Linked DNA regions of Sus scrofa: region 1 is linked to region 2. A link is a contact called in public Hi-C data. All regions are on one chromosome and are shown on one strand. Each heading gives the region's core, a stretch centred on a gene start, on an enhancer-like site or on the middle of the called end of the contact. The rest is flanking DNA. Distances are from core to core; before and after follow the strand shown.

Region 1 (3,359 bases), core at 56-2,555, 50 kb before region 2:
TTTAAGTTCTTGTGCCATCTCGCCTGCATCACTCATCCGGGACATATCACATGAGATGCTATTGGCTGAAGTAAGGGAAGAAGAAATTCCAAACATCTTAAAAATAAAAGCCTTTATTATTATTATTTATTTATTTATTTATTTTGTCTTTTTGCCTTTCCTAGGGCCGCTCCCGCGGCATACGGAGGTTCCCAGGCTAGGGATCTAATCGGAGCTGTAGCCACCGGCCTACGCCAGAGCCACAGCCACAGAAATGTGGGATCCAAGCCACGTCTGTGACCTACACCACAGCCGACGGCAATGCCAGATCCTTAACCCACTGAGCAAGGCCAGGGATCGAACCCGCAACCTCATGGTTCCTAGTCGGATTCGTTAACCACTGTGCCACGACGGGAACTCCAAAAGCCTTTATTATTTAACAAAATAACTAGTTCCACCCAGGGAAGAGTCTCTGCATCAGGGAATGGTATCCTTACAGACTAAGTCTTTGGCCTATTGGCAATGTCTTCCCTCAAGGTGGCCATACGGCTGCCACAGTTCCAGCCATCATTTCTTGTAGATACAACACATTACAACATTACCCTTCTTTTTGCTAAAATCCTATTCTGTGCACTTTCTCCCATACTTTAAGTGTTTAGCCTCTCTGATTTTGCTCTTGGTACTAGCCAGTGAAATTCTATCATCTTAAGGATGATAGGTTCTTCTGGGCACTGGTGGAAAAACTTACAGAAAGATAAGCAGAAAAAGGATCTTTCTTTGCAGCTGCAGAAAATCAGACACTCCTTAGCATCACCAAACTCCTCATGCAAATATTCTTTGTAGGCCATAGGGACTTCAGAGATGATTAGTACATCTTGTGAAAGGAAACTTTAACCTTCAAAATGTGTGATTCTGATTTGTCATCTTATTTAACAATTTATTGCCCTGGGAATAATACTGAAATTGGCATGTAGATTCTGAAAAGGATAGGTTTCTGTGAGTGGATCTTTGGTTAAACCAGAAGAAGGCTACCACCACCCCCTGGTCGACTCTGTTAAGATTTTGCTGTAGATGCATGAGTTTAAAGGAATTGAATTCTACGGCAGTTAATGCCTTCCTCTCATTGCTATGCTTTCTGCGGGAGGCAGAAAAGGGAAGTTTCTTTCCTCTGCTTTTTTGAGAGAATCTTTGAAAAGAGAAAAACAATTTACCTCAGAAACTTCCTGCTAACCACTCCCCAACCGACTTCCCCTCACATGTCCTGACCAGTAGTGGGTCACGGCCCCTTTTAGAACCAAGCATGAACAAGAAGACTGGGGAACTCTGACTGGCTTAGACTGATTTTTCTCAATACATAGGGCCAATAAACAAGCTAATAAAATCAGGGCTCTGCCTACAAAGAAGAGGGAAGGAAAATGAATTGGCTTATTAGTAATGCAGATTCCCAGTTCCTGCTGCTGGTGGCATGCCTGCATCTGTAGTCACTCCACCTCCAGCCTGCCACTTTGTTGTTTTGTTTTGTTTTGTTGTCTTTTTAGGGCTGCACCTGCGGCATGTGGAGGTTCCCAGGCTAGAGGTCTAATCAGAGCTACAGCTGCCGGCCTGTGCCACAGCCACAGCCACACCAGATCCGAGCCATGTCTGCAACCTACACCACAGCTCACGGCAACGCCGGATCCTTAACTCACTGAGCAAGGCCAGGGATCAAACCCGCAACCTCACAGTTCCTAGTCAGATTCATTTCTGCTGCGCCACAATGGGAACTCCCAGCCTGCCGCTTTGAATCCTCTTTTCCGCCTCAGGGTGAATGGACCCCAAGCATTCAGGCCTCATAACACAGCAGCCTCTAAAGAGGGAGTGGCTTTCTAGTGAAGGAAGCACCTGACCACATCCTCCAAGGGGAAAGTACCTCAGCTTGACTGTCTGCATATCTTTGAGGCTTTATTATCAATCAGACCTTCCATTGCAAGTAACTGAAACCCAAACTAGGTTAAACACAAAGAGAACTTGTTGCTTCTTATAATTTTGGTGGTGGGAGGGGATCGGATTTCAGGTATGGCTGAATCTAGGTGCTCACACACAGGACTGGGCCTCTCTCCCTCTCTCACCTCTACTTTTCGCAATATTGATTTCATTTTTAGGCGGGTCCTTTCCTCCCCCTGCCCCAGCAGTTCCAGTCTTACAGTCTACCCGATAAGTAACCATGGCAGAACAAAAACTCAGCTTTCGAGCAGTTCTAGCAAAAGTCCTGTCTCTCATTGGCTTTACAGATGATGTGTTCATTTCTAAAGCTGGGGTTGTCCGTATTCAGATCACACAAAGAGACAGGAAGGATGGTTCCCAAAAGAAAATGCGAAGGGGAAAGGAAGACGCACTAGGCTAATACATCTCTTACATGCAGAGAGAGCCAGCTCTTGGGTGCACCAACTCATCCTGTTTTGTCATGAAGAGCAGTTCAGTTGCTAACACCAGGTAAGGGGCTAAATTAGCTGGAGGTGGCCAGGGAAGGCATCTTGGAAGAGGCATTGTTGGAAGCAGAGCCCTGGGGGATAAATGACAGTGTTCCGGGGGAATGGACCTACAAAGGCAAAAGACCTGAGGCAGACCCATATTTGGTGGATGAGTGGATAATACATGAATGAATGGATGGGTGGATGGATGGACGGGTGGATGGATAGATGGATGCGTACAGGTAGGGACTGTATATTAGAGCCCATCTTCCCATTCACATGGAACCCATGATCCCTCAGAGTGAAGAGGGGGCTGAGGTTGGACTGTGGCCCTTGAGGGGAAGGAGAGTGTGCCCACAGTGCCTGAGAGGAGGGAGCAGAGGGCTGTTTGGACTCCCCAAGAGCCAGGAGGAAGGGCTGACCATGGACCCCACTTCGGAGATGATGCTCCATATCCCTCCACTCTGGAGGCTCCTGGGGCTCCCCAGAAACCCTCTCTCAGCCCAAAGCATCCTCTGTCCTCCCTCTCCCCCTCTCCCACATCATTCTCACTTTCTCTTTTCGTTCCTCAAACAGAAAGCTTATTGCCTCCTCTGCACCTTTGTGCTTGCTGTTCCCACTGTGTGGAACACCCTTCCCCAAGCACTTTGTGAGCCTGGCTCCTTCCTCCTTAGCCCTTGGGTCTCAGCCAAGTGTGCCCACCCCAACTGCATTCCCACCCCCTGCTCCTGCAGCCCCTTCCCAATCCCGCCGGCCCTGCTTTACTTCCTTTCTCAGAAACTTTCATGTTTGTAAGAGTATCATGGTCCCAGCTGCTGCCCCAGAGCCCAGCACCAACCCTGGCATAGAGGAGGTGCTCTGAGAGCTCAGGATCCAGCAGCTCAGAGCCCTTCAGTGCCAGGGACCTAACCTAACCCTGTGCCACCTGCT
Region 2 (3,425 bases), core at 63-2,562:
TAATCGTACATCACCCCAGGATCCAGGGAGATGCTTTGCTGGGAACGTGGGGCTCCTGACTGCCAAGCAGAAAACCGATACGCATCTTCCTGCCAAACCAAACTCAGTGCGTTCTCCTTGGAGGTGAAATGGAAGATTCTCAGCAGGACAGGCCCCAGCCAGACACGCTGGAAGCAGCCACCTAGGTCCAAGGTATCTAAAGAGGGTGTAACGTTGGCCCCCTCATCAGGCCCCCATTTCCTGGTGCCGGCTCAGTAGGGGACAGAGGACACAGGACAGAGCATCCAAACCCACCATCCGCCCACCCAGCAGCACACGCACCCCAAGTGGGGCTGAGGACCCTGCAGCAGGCAGGGTGGAGACCAGGGCTGGGGCTTACCTGGGAGAATCAGGCCAGTGATGATGAGACACAGGCAATCAGAGGGCGACATCTATGGGGCAAGCCAGAGCTGGGGGTCAGCCATGATGTCAGTGGGGCGGCCCAGAGCCACCCAGGAGAATCTGCAGCCCCCTTCCTTACCCTGAGCAGGCACCTCTGGCTTCAAGGACACCTGCCGGGGCTGACCACTGGCTGTGGGGACAGACGGAAGCCAGGGGGAGGGTCTCAGAAGTGGGAGTCCCCAGCAGTCACTCTGTCTCTTCCTCTCCAGGTCCCCAAAGAAAACAAGAAGCATCCGACTAAACCAGGCTTCCAGGAGCAGCCACTGCACAGGGCCAGCCCTGAGGCAGAGAAGCACTGACCAGCTGGCCCCCGACGGACCCTGCAGGGCAAGGCGAGGGGTATCGGGCCCAGGAGTAGATCTGAGGGCCTGGGCCCTCCCGCTGGGGCTGTTCTCAGAGCAGAGTCGTCAGCAAGGAGGGGGAAAGAGGAAGAGTGAGTAATGTGCTCCTGATCTCAGAGGAAAAAGTGAGCTGGTGCGAGGGGCCTCGCAGCAGGGACAATAGAACAGGATGCTGGGCAGAGCTGGGAGGGCTGGAGGAGCGCTGGGGAGACTGAGGCAGGAGGGAAGGCAGCCGGCGGCACAGGGTGGGAGCGGCGCGCGGCGGGCGGGCGGGAGAGGTGAGCAGGGATGGGGGCGGAGAGGCCCGGGAAAGGTCAGCGTCCTCCCCACCTGAGCCCAGCCCCTGGGCCGAGGGGAGCGGGCGGAGGAGGATGGAAGGAGAGACTCACTTCAGAGCTGGGGGTCCCGAGCCAGCAGCCTCGTGCGGCGAGGGCAGCGGCGGTGGTGGCGGCGTCCAGGCGGAGGGTGTGGCCAGGGGAGCGCTGGCGGGCGGGGACCGAGACGGGCTCAGTCATTTCCTCTTGGGTTTCCTGGCTTCAGAGCCGGGGGTGGGAGCAGGAGGGGGGAGACGCTGAGGGGGATGGGGGGGCAGAGATGAGAAGCAGGGCCGAGGCCTGCACCCACCCTGCCTGGGGGCGGGTGGGGGCGGGGAGCGGGGCGCGCAGGTCTGGGCAGGGTGGGTGCACCCTGGGGTGGGGGTGGGGTCTGCTCTGGGGTCTGGGGAGGGGGAAGAGAAGGCAAGGGGCGCCTGGAGGGGGGCACTGAGGGAGGAGAAGGGACGCTTGAGGGGCTGTGAGGGAGGGGGGACTGGCGGACTGGGGAGGGGAAGGAGGGGGAAGTCTGGGGCGGCGGAGCGAGCTCCCCACGTTCAGTTTTGCCCCCTCCCCCATTCTGTCCCCACAGATGAGAACACACAGACAGAACAGGGGAAAAACCAAATGCACATTTATTAAGCTCAAGACATGGACACCGGGGATGCGGGAGGTGGGGCGGGGGGAACGGATCTTCTGAGAGGAGACAGGGAGGTGCCGGGAAGAGGGACACGGGGATTCTGGGGGGCTGAGGGTGGACTCCTGGACCCCAGGAGCTGGAGGCCTGGGTCCCTGGATCTGGGATGCAGACGGGCTCTTTGGGGGGTCGTCATTGCCAAGGCCTGGGGAGGTGCGGCGGCTCCAGCCTTGGAGTGGGTGGGGCGGCTCATTCAGGGAAGCGCTCCCGGGGCAAGGCTGGGGTCCCCACCGCCTCCACCCGGACCTCAGGCTCCCGCACTCAGGCAGGGACAGCAGCGGAGGTGCCCAGGGCTGGTTTTACACACCACCACCTCCAGGGGCTGGGAGGGGAGAGAGAGAAAGAGAGAGTGAGGGGGCCAGGAGGTGTCAGTCAGTGACAAGAGGGGTGGAGGTAGCCCCCTCCCCACTACCAGTGGACCCTTCACTCCCACCTTGGAAGCCAGACCTCCAGGACTGTCACCCCTGAGCAACTCCTGGGGAGGTGTCTTGCCTCTCTACACCCTGCTGTCTGGCTCCTACAGGGACTCCTCGGTGGCTTTTGTCCTGTCCCACAGGACACTGTCACGAGGGGAATACCCCTGTGATGAGGCTGGAGACCCTACCCTGGCCTAGCCTGGGCTTTTCCGGGGCATCCCCCTGCCAGAAAGGCAGTCTCCATTGCCCTCTATGCCCTTTCTAAGAGGCAGAGAGATTCCCATCCATCTCTGATTTTTAAAAAGTCCCTGGAAAGGACACAGTTCCACTAAAAACAGGTCAAGATATTTTTGCATAATTAAAATTAACACCCCCAAGGAGTCACAATCTTTCATCTACATGCTTATCCCCCCACATCCTACATCTCTCCCCATCGTCCTTTACACTTTCCCTCCCCTTGCACTCGCTCTCCCCTCCTCCACCATCCACCTCTACACCCTCCACCCCTCTACCCTCCACCCCTCCACCCTCCACCTGCCTCCACCCTCCACCCCCTCCACCCTCTACCCCTACACACCATCCCCTCTCGCTTTCCACCTCCCCTCTCCACCCCCTCTCACAACTCCTGCCCCCTCATCCTCTGTGGGGATGCTCATAGGCTCCCCTCTTGCACCCTTCACCTCTTTACACTCCCATCCTCTTCACCGTTTATCCTGTACTTTCCATCCTCACGGTCCTCATATTTTCTCCCATGTTCCCTCTTTTTCAATATCAGTTTATAAAATCTCTGTTCCATGCATCTCTCCTTCTGCTTTTTGATACAATTATTCACAAGCCCTTTTTTCCCCGCCTCCCTCCCTCCCTCCTCCTTCCTTCCTTCCTTCCTTCCTTCCTTCCTTCCTTCCTTCCTTCCTTCCTTTTTCTCAGTCTTTTCACCCCAGATCTTCCCAACTGAACAGGAAATTCTGGAAAACCTTCTCTCTTCTCCCTTCTCTAGGGCTCAACCCTGTCTTCATTCTGCCAAAGTCTTTTTCCCATGTGGGACCCCACTCTCAACAGGCTGTGGCTTTCTCCTCTGGGGAATTAGCTCCGCCTGGCTCATGTACTTGTTTCTGGACGGCTACAGGGACTCCTTAGGACATTTCACAACCCACTAACTCCGTGGTTGAACACGTCTGATCTGTAGGGTCTCAGCTCCTACTGAAATTCCCACAGTCCT

The links. A called contact is a pair of places that touch in the nucleus more often than the background predicts.
Region 1: a contact with region 2 is called in a Hi-C map of liver, with 2.1 times the contacts expected there. The contact joins the enhancer-like site here to the promoter of FXYD5 in region 2. A contact is called at or near these places in 1 of 5 promoter capture datasets (liver) and 10 of 47 Hi-C or Micro-C datasets (alveolar macrophages, blood, heart right ventricle and 2 more).

What each region holds. Positions count from the first base shown.
Region 1 is chr6:44,729,862-44,733,220 of Sscrofa11.1, reverse strand. No RefSeq gene overlaps it. Among named protein-coding and RNA genes, the nearest start is that of LSR, 28 kb to the left of the region's middle. Within about 2 kb of position 1,305, at least 12 of the 83 cell types and tissues checked have an H3K27ac peak or open chromatin away from gene starts, as enhancers often do. A contact at or near this core is called in liver, where this site is marked.
Region 2 is chr6:44,680,132-44,683,556 of Sscrofa11.1, reverse strand. FXYD5 (FXYD domain-containing ion transport regulator 5) reads right to left here and starts at 1,312. Exons shown (of 9, transcript XM_021097213.1): 1 at 1,172-1,312; 2 at 380-431. The coding sequence starts at 1,297. It overlaps FXYD7 (FXYD domain-containing ion transport regulator 7), which reads right to left. Exons shown (of 12, transcript XM_021097203.1): 12 at 1,711-2,112. The coding sequence ends at 2,090.